Regions from separate parts of the Mus musculus genome. Here region 1 is linked to region 2. The links are chromatin contacts, called in public Hi-C maps. All regions are on one chromosome and are shown on one strand. The core of a region is the stretch at or near the end of the contact, and the rest is flanking DNA. Distances in the headings are between cores, read along the strand shown. Region 1 has its middle 32 kb from the start of Otulinl. Region 2 overlaps Otulin (OTU deubiquitinase with linear linkage specificity).

Region 1 (7,117 bases), core at 382-2,881, 96 kb before region 2:
GGATTTGAACTTGCACAGCAAAGAGAGGGTAGAGAGACCACCTAAGGGGCACCTGAGAAAGAGGTAGATGTGCACAAATAAGTTGCTTATTTGAATGGTCAGCATTCAGAGCATGGAGAGTCGCAAGCAGTGGTACGGGTGTGGAGCAACAGGAAGTCTCAATTCAGATGGGACTGCAAAGTGCCTTAGCTTCTGTGGAACCCAGTCTGACCTCACTGCTTTCTACAAAGCTAAGTAAGCACTCGCCAGCGTCCAGCAAGCTCCCTCCTCAGCCCTTGCCAGAGAAAGCATCCACTGGATGTGGACAGCAGCTTTAATCCACAATGAACCTCAACAACAGCTTTATTCATAATCACCCAAGTTTCCACCAGCCAAGACGTCCTCCGTAAGTAAACGTGAGACAGAGGAAGGGACGCATCTTTCATGGGGCATGGAGCCAAAGACTAGCTCTTGAAGATCTTCCCTGACCACAATTTCAGTCTGGGTAGAGCTGAATGAACAACTAATTGGTGACAAATGGACAACTTGTGAAATATCCAGAACTAGACCATTCCCCAGTGTGAAAGGAAAATATTGAATAAGCACACCATGGAGCCACAAATGACATGGAAGAAATTTAAATGCGTATTTCAACTGAAAGAAGCCAATCTCAAATAGCCATGAACTGTATGATAGTACAAAAGGCAAAGTTTCAGACCCAGTAAAAAGATCAGGGCTTCCCGGGATCAGGGGAGCGAGGGGTACATGGGCCAATCACGGGATCTTGAGGGCTAGGAAGTTATTCTGTATGATCTATGGTGCTATGACTACAGACACATTTTCTATTGTACATTTACCAAAAACCATGACACTGACAGTAGATCCTGAAGCTCATTACCATGAGTGGGAAGGGCATGTCCGTGTATGCTCACTGACTCTGACAAGTGGAAGGCTCTGAAACAGGCTGCTGACAGTGGGAGTGGCCGTGCATGTAGGGAACAGACTAAGACTCAGTACTCCCCGCTCAACTTTGCTATTAGCCTGAACCTTTTTTTTTTTTTAAGTATACTTTAAAAATGGCAGCATGAAGCCACGGCTCCTGGAAAAGGCATTCTGTAATCCAAAGCCAAACTCCTGTGTAGCCCTGGCTGTCCTGAAACTCACTCTGTAGACCAGGCTAGCCTTGAACTCAGAGATCTGCCTGCCTCTGCCTCCTGACTGCTAGGATTAAAGGCGTGCATCACCATTACCCCTCTACAAAGATACTTTTAAAAGATTAATGTATGAAGGCAGTTAGTTGGTAGAGAAAGACTGGAAATCTGGGCCACAGACAGTGAACAGCACAGTGAACTCCATCAAGAATCCCGGGATTCACAGCCACATCTATTACAGAACGAACCTCCAGGTTTGGAGTTCTCACCTGGAGTCTGTTCTGGGCCATGCAGCCTCTGATTCTGAGAGTAACTTCTGATCCCAGAATTGTCAAATGTCCTATAGGCAAGCAGCTGCCAGGACCAGAGTCCAAATAGTGACTTTCTCTCCCAATTCTGTAACTAGGTAGGTGCTTGTTTCAACCCCTCCTCACTCTCTGCCATCTCTCTAACCCCAGTGCATTCCTGCTTCTTCCTTCTTCTCCTGGAGAGGGCAGCACAAACCCAGAACGAGGTTCCTTTCTACTGCTGTGATACTACAGCATACAGTCTCTCTGTAGTAGATTCTGTAGGCCCAACTCTAGCAAAGCCATGCTGAATGGATGTCTCTGGAGAGCCATTTCAAGATCCACTGCCTTCCCCATGGTGGCGAGGGAGGAGCTACACGTGCTTTGTGGCAGTTAGCCTCTGACCCCCACCTTAGCTCTCTTTTAAAAGTCACCCAAAGTCCAATTAGTACTGCCTCTTGAGCAGGGACAACCTGCCAGTGCCCACACCCCCTGAGGAAACGCGTCTCCTCTCTTCTCCAGAAGCCATCGATTGCTAAGAGGTCCTTGGTAAGGGTGGAGCCTTCTCGATGCGTGTTGTAATGTCGATGGATGTGAATTTAAGCAGGTCTGGTACAGGTAACTGCAGCTACTGTGAGTTCATGAGTCCATCAGCCACACAGCATCTCACACTTCCTACCTTGCACCTTTTGCATTTGTTCCTTTCTCTTGTTTGTGACATTCCCTGAGCCTTGGGAGAGGTAGGATATGGATGTACCATTGAGGGATGAACACTTAGCAACCCTTGTTTCTTATCGCTTTGGCCAGTGGTGAGCCACTGCATTACTACCCACTGCCAGCCAAATGATAGCATTAATCTACAGGTATAAATATAAATAATTACACTGGGCAGTGGTGATGCATGCCTTTAACCCCAGCACTTGAGAGGCAGAGGCAGGCTGGTCTACAGAGTGAGTTCCAAGACAGACAGGGCTATAAAGTGAAGCTCTGTCTTGAAAGAAAAAATATATATGTACAGGGCAGTTTGCAAACATGACTGTTTAGCAAATACAATAATTGTAAGTTCCCTTGCAGGGTCTATGACCTCACCAGCTAGCTATGTGCTTTTAGCCAAATATACAGTTCCAGGCATGAACTGAATTTCTAAGCCTCAAATCCAAGTATAAAGCCATTGGTTTACCCTGTAAGAGTCCTACCACTATTGCACAGAGGCGCTTATCTCACCTGGCAGGTCAGTATTGTAGCCTGTCAGGTCCAGTACTGAACATGTGCATTGATGATCCCACCCCCATCCCAGTGTCCTGCATAGCACCTTTCCTATGAAAATTAGCCACCTACAGGTCATTTTAAATAAGGTTACTGCTAACATCAAATTTTATAACTGTTTGCATTGTGTGTGTTGCTTGCCACTGTAATTAAATCACCATTTCTAAAAGTCTGCTTTAACAAAAATCTCACATCTGCAAAATGACTTTCCATAGACCCCAGGCACTGCAGAAAACATAACCATATGGTTTATTAACAATAAAAAAGATTCATATATTTTAATATTTTTAATTATTTTCCTCATTTACATTTCAAATGCTATCCCAAAAGTCCCTCATACCCTCCCCCCCCACTCCCCTACCCACCCACTCCCACTTCTTGGCCCTGGTGTTCCCCTGTACTGAGGCATATAAAGTTTGCAAGACCAAGGGGCCTCTCTTCCCAATGATGGCCGACTGGGCCCTCTTCTGATACATATGCAGCTAGAGACACGAGCTCCAGGGGTACTGGTTAGTTCATATTGTTGTTCCATCTATAGCATTGCAGACCCCTCAGCTCCTTGGGTGCTTTCTCTAGCTCCTCCATTGGGGGCCCTGTGTTCCATCCAATAATTGACTGAGAGCATCCACTTCTGTGTTTGCCAGGCCCCGGCATAGCCTCACAAGAGACAGCTATATCAGGGTCCTTTCAGCAAAATCTTGCTGGTGTATGCAATGGTGTCAGCGTTTGGAGGCTGATTATGGGATGGATCCCCAGGTGTGGCAGTCTCTAGATGGTCCATCCTTTCGTCTCAGCTCCAAACTTTGTCTCTGTAAGTACTTCCTTGGGTGTTTTGTTCCCAATTCTAAGAAGGAGCAAAGTGTCCACGCTTTGGTCTTCGTTCTTCTTGAGTTTCATGTGTTTTGCAAATTTTATCTTGTATCTTGGGTATTCTAAGTTTCTGGGCTAATATCCAATTATCAGTGAGTACATATCATGTGAGTTCTTTTGTGATTGGGTTACCTCACTCAGGATGATGCCCTCCAGGTCCACCCATTTGCCTAGGAATTTCATAAATTCATTCTTTTTAATAGCTGAGTAGTACTCCATTGTGTAAATGTACCACACTTTCTGTATCCATTCCTCTGTTGAGAGACATCTGGGTTCTTTCCAGCTTCTGGATATTATAAATAAGGCTGCTATGAACATAGTGGAGCATGTGTCCTTCTTACCAGTTGGAACATCTTCTAGATATATGCCCAGGAGAGGTATTGCAGGATCCTCCAGAAGATTCATATTTTTAAATAGAAAAGTCCATCTTCTCGAAGTGGGTCCCATGCATATTTTGATACCCACCATGACCCTCTATTCTCCAGCAGAAGTCAGAGAAATGAAGCTGGGGTTAATTCTAGTTGGCAGTTGGTCATTTCCAGGAAAGCTGGCTGTCATGGAAGTTGAATGGCTATCACTCTCCAATCCAGGAATGAACATAATGCTTTGAAAATAAGCGAGATGCTTAGAAGGAAAGTAGCTTCAACAATAGGCTCGGTCTCAGATTAGAGACCCAGAACTCATGTCCATCTGTGAGAAGTTTGGTGGCATCTGCCCGTCTTTTAGCCTATCTTACATCATGACCCATCTTGACTCACTTCACCAGCAGTGACCACGATTAGCTTTGCTCCATGGCTGAACTGGACAGATTCCCTCCTGGCTGCAGAACAATGTGGCTTTAACTGATAACTCTGAGCAAGAGTGACCAGCTGTATAGCATTGCTGGTTATCCGTTCAGTCTTCATGCCTGTCAAATGACAAAATTTGAAAGAACTGAAGTTCAGGCAGCTAAGTAGCTCTTATTTGAATCCATCTATCAGATGCAGGATCTGTTCTGAAATTTAGAATTGATGTTCTGATGATATGATTCTTAAAGGTACTAAGTAAATGGAAGAAAATGCCATGACTATGGAGTTGGACAACTCAATGTTATAAAATGTCAAGACAGTTACAGGTGCAATACACCTCCAATCAAAATCCTCAGAACTGGTGTGTGTGTGTGTGTGTGTGTGTGTGTGTGTGTGTACATATTTAAGGAAACAAGAATTCAAGACAATATGAATGGACCTGGGATACAGAAAAGGAGTTGAAATGTTACTTTTAAAATTGGAAAGTTATCTATCCTTCTGACTAATTGGGGAACATACAGAAGTTCACAGAGTTGTGGGATCTGTTCTCTAAGGACTGATAATATGCATCTCTGAGTCTTATGGAAAGTTGACTGTTACCTTCATGGCTGTCCCATAACCCTTGCCACCTGCCTTGTCCTCTCTTTCACTGCTTAAGATATAATCCCAGCCTGTAGGGTCTGCCTTGCTGGGGACCTGGTTTCCCAGTTGGCTTATTCATTCTGGCCATTTTCTCCCTTTCAAGGCTAGTCATAGAGACTGGTGTTTCTAGCCCCGGGGTTGACTGCAGGATGACCTTAACCTATAGGGAAACCAAAGCAGTAGGAATGAGTTTAGCAAACTACCTAAGACCTCCAGTGTGCTGCACAGAAGCACATACGCCTGTAGAGATAGGAGATGGTGACAGGGTTATACTCAAAAGAAAGCCAGCATAATTAGGTCTCATTCTTTCTTGTTTCATTTCTGGCCTAGTATTTCTGTCCATGCATAACTACAATGGACAAAGAAATAAAAGCAGTTCTTTTTTACACACATGAAGGCTCACATGCCCTGTTGGGGCTGGAAGACAACCTCAGGAGTCGTCCTTAGGAACCGTTCCAACTCCTTGGACACAGGATCTCTAATTGGCTGAAGGTTCACTAGTTAGGTCATGCTGATCAGCCAGGGAGCCCCAGGGACCTTCCAGGCTCCATGGGGGTCAGTGCTAAGATAAGAAATGCTTGCCAGCATGCCCAACTTTTTTAAAAACAGGTTTAGAATACAGAACTTGGGTCCTCAGGCCTATGAGACACTCTCCTGCCTGAGCTATCTCCTTAGCCTCAATATGTGTTTACATTTCAACCTGAAATAAGAGATCCAAAACTTCAGAGGGCCAGCTACATCCCAGATCCACTGGCTCAGACTCCATACTTTAACAAGATTCCCAGGCCGTGTGTTTGCTCATTAAAGTCTGAGAAAGGCACAGACTAGGTGGAAGGCAAAGTCATTCATGTTTATATCTCTCCATCATCTCTTAGTCAGAGGTTATGAGCTCCAAGGGCCGGGTCACTGTCACCAAAAATATAGATACAAATATGAAATGTTTTAACTTCACGGTGCCAGGTTTTACAGTGGCAAAGTCAAGAGTGGGCAGTTAATTGGGGACCCCAAGCATGCCCAGAATACACATCCTGAGATTGCTAGTGGGGAGTTTAGAAAGAGATTAGGAATAAAATCAGAGTTTCTTGGAGCCAGAACCACAAGGGCCCATAGCCCCTTTCTCTTTGTACTGTCCCTAGAAGCCAGATCTCTTCAAGGGACGTAAACATGCCACGCTTTGTTAGTTTTCGGTGATAAACACAGCAGAACTTTTGTGCACACACATCAAACAATGTTCTCCAAGAGCAAAGCATTTGTAGTCCACAGATTACAACAGCGACTTGGAAGCAAACGGAGGCCTTTGGCCAGGAATAAGCCTCTTGAGAAATCTGTCTCTTGAATGTACAGCAGCCAGGGCCTTGGCATGAAAAGAGAAGATGCTGGCCTCCGTGCCCCCAAACACAGCTGTGTCCATTCTTGATCGACTTGATGATAAAACCGCCATGAAAGCCCCGGTGCATAGCCAAATGAGGACATTTAACATTTAATTCCATGACTCATTCATTTGTATTTTCAGGGTCAATCCCTGTCTTTAAGTAGGATAGAATTAGAATTTGATCTTCGTGTTCTTATTGAGTGAGAACTTCTACCAGTAGAGTGTTTCGTTCGGTGAGGGATGTTGGGAGGAAGTTACGAGTTAAGGTACCTAGGAAACAGAGAGACTGGGATGTCCGTGGAGAACCAGGGCTGAAGCAGTCATTCTGTGGTAGGGCCACACCTAGCATGCATGGAGCTCAGGGTTCTGTTCACAACACCACCAGAGGGTTGGGAGTAGGGGTGGGGGCAACCTCAGTCTTCTTGTTAGTGTCAACAGGTGGGAGGGACAGGGTAGATAAGAGCAAATGGGCATGTGACATCTCGTTGGGCTTCATATCAAGGTAACCTTTCCATTCCTGTTTGCCTGGGACATTTCTGTTTTGTTACCCTTGAAGTGTGCGAGTGTTTTCTTCTAGATCGCCCATCTTATTTTGGGGAGCAGGGTTTCTCCCTGAACCTAGAGCTCACTGATGTCCGTTAGGCTGGTGAACCAACTCCAGAGATCTGCCTGTTGTCTTCAGTCCTGGCACTAGGGATGCAGGCATATGCCAGTGTGCCCCGCTTTTACATGGGCACTGGGGCTCTAACCCGGGTTCTGACA
Region 2 (7,205 bases), core at 2,180-4,679:
GAAAAGGAGAAAGAATTGCTAATACATGAAAGAGGGATATCAGGTATGTGTGGAACTGTTTTGTCTGTAGACTTTCTTGTCATAGATAACTAGTTAGATCAGCACGCCCGCGTTCATGAAATGCGGCCTGTAATTCCTACAAGTCCTCTCATACATCCAGTCTCTTCTACACGAACTACTCACTTGGCTGAAATAGACGTAGGGAAGACTCTGCCCCGCGTCTCTTTAGTCTGCCGTCTCTCAGCTTGGCTCTTTACATCCTTAGAAGAGTTTGGATTTGAACACATTGGTCATTTTCAGTTGCAAGATGTTTTGAGAAGTTAGCCGTACACTTATCCTTGACGAGGGCCCGGTGCCTCTAATGACTGTGGCACAATGACCATGTGCTTGAGAACGCCGGCCACTGTGTGGCTCTGCCGTCTGTAGCTCTTCCAGCTTGCTCTTCTCATTCCTGGTGTGACTCCAAGTGAAGTGTGGCCTTCCTCTGCAGGTCGGCCTGTGCAGAGGCTGAGGAGAGATCTCCACAGAGTGCCTATGAATGAATGGAACTCTCACTGCTTGTGTGATTCTCATGCTCTGCCTCTCTATTAGAATGGCTTCTGTCCCTGTGGCTAACAAAAGTGTTATTGTAATTAGGATACGTACGGTTTGGTAATGGTTTCTGATTCTTCCTCCAGAGCTGATCCCTATGAAGCAGCAGGGATGTTTTGTAGTGACCCTCCTTAGAACTTCATAGGATGCTCAGTCTTCATGGCTGCCTTGCTCCAAATCACTCGGCTTACATAGCATCGTTTGATAATGCTGTAGACCCTCTGTTTTCCTCTTCCACCTCCGGGGCTCGGTTTTGATTTGACCCACCCTCCCTCTTTCTTTCTTTCTTTCTTTCTTTCCTTCTTTCCTTCTTTCTTTCTTTCTTTCTTTCTTTCTTTCTTTCTTTCTTTCTTTCTCTCTCTCTCTCTCTCTTTCCTTTTTTTTTTTTTTTTTTTTCTCGAGACAGGGTTTCTCTGTTCCCTTGGCTGTCCTGGAACTCACTCTGTAGACCAGGCTGGCCTTGAACTCAGAGATCTGCCTGCCTCTGCCTCCTGAGTGCTGGGATTAAAGGCGTGCACCATCACCTCCTGGCTGACTTTCTTTTGTCCAGCATTGTTCCCACACAGTGCCCAACTATTTAGTGAGTTTGGTGAAGTGTGTTTTCAGTCTCACGGTACTCCTCATAGCTCACTGCCCTTCCTCAGTGTCCTGTAGGCGCTCTGCCTCCTCCATGGCAGGGCACAGTGCTTACTGCGACCTGTAAGAAAGCTCTCATGCTTTTGTAGGTGAATTTAGCTCAGTGAAGGCTTTCCACACCTTGACCTGTCCAGTTTTGTAAATGCAGTTCTTTTGGAACTTATAAGCTTATGTTTGATTTGGGAGCTTTCATGCAAACTGAGGAGTTGCCAAACCATGTGCCCCTAAAACCCTGGTGATTTTCTACCAGACCCATTGTAGAAGAAGTTTGAGATCCCAGTGCTAGTCTGTCCTGAATGTTCCAGGTTCCTGGAGGAGTCCCAGTTTGTTTCTTATCCTTTGAGGTCTGATTATTGTATTTGTCACGTATGTGGTGCTTGCTTATCTGACTGCCTGTTTTCCACTCTTGAGGTTTTTTTTTTTTTACTTCCCTTACTTATTATTGTTGTTGTTGTTATTATTATTATTATTATTATTATTTTCTTTTCTTGGTTTTGTCAAAAGAACTAGTCTTCTTCCTTGAAGCAGCAATGGAAGCCTGTGTAGTTTAGTTAGATGGAGGGAGTTGTGCTCAGTGGGCTGACGAGGTCAAACACTGCCTCCTCCTGTGCCTCCATCCCCTAGCTTAGTCAGCATGTGGGACCTGCTGTGCCTCCCAGACACAGAAGCCTGCTGGGATTCAGGTAACATTATGTTGTAGCTATGCAAGTACTTAAGTTCTCCAAGCCTCTTACCTTATGCTGACCTCTGATTCAGGACAGGATCGGGCTTCTGGCTTGTTCTCCAGCTTTTATAAGACCCCTGGGCCAGCCTTAACCCTGTGATCTGAGATGGTAGGACTCCCCAGCCTTGCCCAGGGGTCAGTCTTAGTGTGTCTGCAAGTGAGGACAGCAGTGGAGGAGACAGGAAGGAAGACTTATTGTCTGGAAGCCCGTCCTCTGCTGGTGAAGTACCTTCTTCCCAGGCGTACAGCCCTCCCTGACAAGAACTGATGGCCCAGAAGGGTCCTGACTGTGTAATAGCAGTTCTTCCTGTCTGGGGGGCATGTGAGTGGGGAGGCAGATACATGTGAGTACTTCCTTATTCTAAGTAGCCTCCTAAACATTATCTCTTGAATTTCACAGAGTAACAGTGGTTGTTTTCATGTCTAGGTTAATCACTATGTACTACACACAGAACTCTGTCTGTGCATGGATTATGCAACCTTTTGTAAAAGGTTGTTTTTTTTTTTTCTTTGAGAAATGAACAATGAGGTGGTTTTTTTGAATAAGCAGTTTTTACAGTTTACTTTAAAACAAATTGTACTCCCTAAACTCTAGGGAGGCTTCGGTGTTCCTGGGTCAGTGGCTTCCACCATGCTCTGGCTTGTAAGTGCTTGTGGTCCTTTCCTCTTCCATCTCTGATGCCCACTGGGGCGGAGTCCTGGCCTCATTCCCTCTCAGCTCCATTCCTGGCACAGTGCTTGGCACGGTTAGACCTTCAGGGACTATTTGTTGAATTGAGTGAAACACGTATGTACAAGACATGTAGACTCTATGTGTTCTAGGTTCATTTCCTAAAACAATTGCTAATATCTCTATCCTCAAAAGTTTTAAAAAGGAGCCAAGATGAACCTGAAAATTGCCTAATTTCTTTTTGAAATCACAAATTGTCATATGCATACATATACATAATCATAGGCATATATCAAGAAATCAAACCTCATCCACTAAATCAAGAAAGTCTTACTGAAGGCCCTAAATTCAATCCCCAGTACGCGCACACACACACACACACACACACACACACACACACACACACACACACACGAACAGAGGAGAAGGGATATTAGGGAGAGAAGTGACTTTAAAGGCATTTTTTATAAACAACAACAACAAAAATCTATAACATGTGTTTAATCCTGAGTTGTACTAGTTTGGGGGAGACATTTAAAGGATGTCTGTGGATTAGCCAACACTGAGTGCTCTGATCCTTTCTGGTTTATAACAAAAACTATAATATTAGGTAAATAGCAAATGGAATTTTTGTTAGGTGTTATCTCTGTCTAATAGATATGAAACAAATGATGAGCTATTTTTCATGGTTCCTATGCCTGCATCTGATTATTAAAGTGTACACACACACACACCCGTGGGTCAGGTGAGTGAGAGCCTGGAGGTTCCTGCAGCTCTCTGAGGCTGTGAGGAAGGACTGCCTCCTGACTCTGGAGTTAATGAGCAACCTGACTGGTGTGTGGAGTGCAGGCTGTGTGGTGTGGTGACGAGGGAGACCCATTAAGAGAGCACTCTGGTTTATAGAGGTGGCATGGGCTGAACGCATGGGCAGTAGTGAGATTGAGGAATTTTTAAACTAGAGAAAGTAAGGTGTAAGGAGAGGACTCCCTCCCCTAGGAAGGCAGTGTCTCTATTTCCATTACTCTTGCTTTCGTTGCTTATGTGTTTCATTTCATTGTTGCCATTTTGATTTTTCAACAGAACCCAGGTTAAGTGTGGCTCCTGAAATGGATATCATGGACTACTGCAAAAAAGAATGGAGAGGAAATACTCAGAAAGCCACATGTATGAAAAAGGTATGGCCAGGGTGTACCCATTGAAGGTCTTCAAACCGTCTGTCCTGAGCTACGTATCATAGGATGCTTTTAGACAGTGGTTAGGACAACTGCTATAATAAGACAATGCTGTAAATATTGGTGTTCTAATTTTAGAGATGAGGAAACAGACTGCAAAGATAAGGACTTGTTTGGAGTCATAGTACTAATATAGAAGCAACATCAGTTCTTTAGTAACTTAATTTCTTTGAAGAACACAGAGCTGTGCTGTTGAGAGTAGACTCAGCCACTGCTGCTTCTCTTTGAGACAGTTGTGAATGCTCTTCTTAACTGGTGCTGTAAAGGCCTCAAGGATAGGCAGAGGCGATTTTACACCTCTGCCCATGCGTCTAAGTCCTAGGTATAGATTCCTCCTGTACTTTCTCTGCAGAGGAATTTGAACCATTTCCTTCATTTAAGGTGTGCCAGGAGCTGCCTTCACTTCATTCTGTTGTATACTAGCACTCCTAGACTAGCCTCTGAGACTGATAGGTATTGGAACTGCAGTACGCCCTGTGGGCTCTGCTTACAGAGTGCACTCCATCTGTCTTTCCTTATCAGTAAGGGAAACCATGTGACACTGTTTCTGTTTGACCGTTCCTAAGCTAGTGGTAAACTTCTACCTACTACTTAAGCTTGTGTCTTTTGATTCCTTTTTTTTTTTCTTTCTTGGATTATTTATATTTTGAATATACTACTTGTGCTTTAGAAATACTGACCAGTCTTTTGTATTTTTATAATTTATTTGTATGTATATGGGTGTTTTGCCTCCATGCATATCTGTATTATGTGTGTGCAGTGTCTGCGAGGCCAGAAGAGAGCACTGGACTCCCTAAGACTGGAGTTACCTATGATTGTGAGCCTCCATGTGGATGCTTAGAGTGGAGCCCAGGCCTTCTGGAAGAGCAGCCAGTGCTCTTAACTATGGTAGAATTGGATAGAATCATATTGAAAAGGGTTTTAAATTCTTTAAATTTTAATTTCTCTCATAGCAGCAGCAGAAGCTGCTTCTTCTCCCCCCTCCTTCCTCCTCCTCCTCATTATCATCATTATTATTATTTTAGAAACTTACTCGTCTTTAGAGTTCAACTCATGTCTTCAATCTGAAAGATGTCCACCTTAGCCCTAATTCTTACAAACCTGTGTTCTAGGCCCTTCTGTGTGGCCTCAGTCACAGAATACCCTGCTTTCTGGTTCCTGCTAAAGGTGACAGGCCTGTTTTCTCAGAGGCCGTCTGCAGCCGGGCTTCCATCCACTCTGGGTCTCCCGCTCTCCACCCAGACTCTGCAGGGAGTCACATCCGTATTTCCTTACCTGCTCTAGGAAAGGCTTCACTAACTAATGATTTCATTCTGTTGTCTTAGTCTCTTCCAGAGATCAGATCTGTTTTAATGTGGCATGTCTAAGTCCAATACTGAAGACACTCAGTTACCTAGATATGCCATATTTTAGAACTTATGGGAAAATCATTTCTCTATGGGCTTGCACGCAAAGAAAGGTTTGACCATTCAGTAATCAGATTAAAACACCCCATTTAGCGGTGCAGCTCCTTAGCAATCTGAGCATTGCCTGTTATAAACTTTGAGTCTTGATTTTATTTTAGTTCTTATTTGCCTAATTACCTGTGTTTCGATTCGGATATTCTTTTGGAAGTGTTTATAAATCCAGAATAATTTTTTTTTTCGAGACAGGGTTTCTCTGTGCAGTCCTGGCTGTCCTGGAACTCAATCTATAGACCAGGCTGGCCTCAAACTCAGAAATCCACCTGCCTCTGCCTCTCAAGTGCTGGGATTACAGGCGTGCGCCACCACTGGGCCAGATTAATTTTTTAAAGTGTTAGGTTCATCTCTTAAATAGTACAGTTACAGATCTGTAGGATTAAAATGGACCTGCAGCTTTTGGATCTCCTGATGACATAGCTGTGATGTGTGTGTGTGTGTGTGTGTGTGTGTGTGTGTGTGTGTGTGTGTGTGTTTGTGGTGCATCACTCTAGTGCTTGTCATGAGGCTGTTATAAACAGACCTGGACTGTCAGTGAAAGTGCTGTGCATGCAGTCATGTCATCACTGCACGTGATAGCTACCCATGCCACGGCTCTGTGTACAACGTGTGCCCTGCTGTGTCAGCAGCAACCTGATACATCATCTCATGTTCACTTTACCTCTTGATTGTGGTGTTGTGTCATACTTGATTTAGTACCTTTGTTTTCCATTGTGGCTTCTTAGCATACTTCCCCTGCTAATACTCAGTAAGAGCCTGATAGTCCCAGGATATAGTAGGATATACCAGCTAGGTTTGTGCACGTGTACTCAGATGTGTGCACAATGATGACGTTGCCTAGTGACATATTCTCAGAGTGTATTACCTTTGCTGAGTGACTTCTGCCTGTATGTGTACACACACACTTTGGAAACTCGGGATTTATGGACATTTTTAAAACTGGAGATAGAAATATTGCATACCCCCCTTCCTGGTCTCTTTATTAAAGCATTTGGGAAAATTAACCACAGATTAAACCGTTCGGGATGTGAGCAGTGAGTGAGGGCTCCCTCAGATGACTGGGAAGGGACTCTGAGGGTGCATAGAGCTGGACAGCTGGTTTATTTTGGATGTCAGGTCTGTTGCATTTGTTATAGATCAGTGGTTTCAACCTGTGGGTCACAACTCCCTTGGGGGTCCCATACTAGATATCCTGCATATCAGATATTTACATTACAGTTTACAACAGTAGCAAAATGACAGCTATGAAGTAACAAGGAAATAATTTTGTGGTTGGGGGTCACCATATGAAGAGCTGTGTTAAAGAGTCATAGCATTAGGAAGGTTAAGGAGCACTGTTGCAGATGCTGAGATTTCATAAAGAAAGCATCAGTATTTTAAGGTAAATTGAATTGTAATCAGAGATTGGAATGCCTTACTAAGCTATCCTTTCTTGTTTGCCATTTCCCAATGTTTTAGGACAATTTTTTCCCGTAGGGATGGAACTTTTCTTGCTATCTCAAGCCAGTAACTACCATCTAAACTCTTTGATGTTTTCTCCCAAGGGCTATGAGGAAGTGTCTCAGAAATTCACTTCCATAAGGCGAGTCCGTGGTGATAACTACTGTGCACTGAGGGCCACACTGTTCCAGGCCATGAGCCAGCTGGCCGAGCTGCCCCCCTGGCTGCAGGACTTGGAGCTCATACTGGTATGTTGTTGCATGAATTTGAATCACAGTGTTTCAGGAAGTTCTTCTCAGAAGACTTCTCCTTTCTGCTCATGTTGCCTGAAGGTGTTACATGCAGTGTGATTTCAGCATATGGATTTGTTCAGTTTGCATCTGTAAGATGATCTTATATGTATAAAAAATGACTAGAAATAATCAGTATTTTCAAGAAGAGAAAGAATGACA

What was found. Hi-C and Micro-C count contacts between places; a contact is called where the count stands out from the background.
Region 1: a contact with region 2 is called in a Hi-C map of bone marrow-derived macrophages, with 43 read pairs. The contact joins two enhancer-like sites. A contact is called at or near these places in 6 of 39 promoter capture datasets (the C10 cell line, the HPC-7 cell line, HPC-7-derived erythroid cells and 3 more), 2 of 484 Hi-C or Micro-C datasets (bone marrow-derived macrophages and female germline stem cell-derived STRA8 germ cells), 2 of 115 datasets of contacts at active chromatin or transcription factors (the HPC-7 cell line and bone marrow-derived macrophages) and 1 of 9 other capture datasets (liver).

The regions. Positions count from the first base shown.
Region 1 is chr15:27,710,060-27,717,176 of GRCm38.p6, reverse strand. No RefSeq gene overlaps it. Among named protein-coding and RNA genes, the nearest start is that of Otulinl, 32 kb to the right of the region's middle. Within about 2 kb of position 1,631, at least 16 of the 459 cell types and tissues checked have an H3K27ac peak or open chromatin away from gene starts, as enhancers often do. A contact at or near this core is called in the HPC-7 cell line and bone marrow-derived macrophages, where this site is marked.
Region 2 is chr15:27,616,120-27,623,324 of GRCm38.p6, reverse strand. It overlaps Otulin (OTU deubiquitinase with linear linkage specificity), which reads left to right. Exons shown (of 7, transcript NM_001013792.2): 2 at 1-43; 3 at 3,702-3,796; 4 at 6,858-7,001. Among named protein-coding and RNA genes, the nearest start is that of Otulin, 11 kb to the left of the region's middle. Within about 2 kb of position 3,429, at least 46 of the 459 cell types and tissues checked have an H3K27ac peak or open chromatin away from gene starts, as enhancers often do. A contact at or near this core is called in the HPC-7 cell line and bone marrow-derived macrophages, where this site is marked.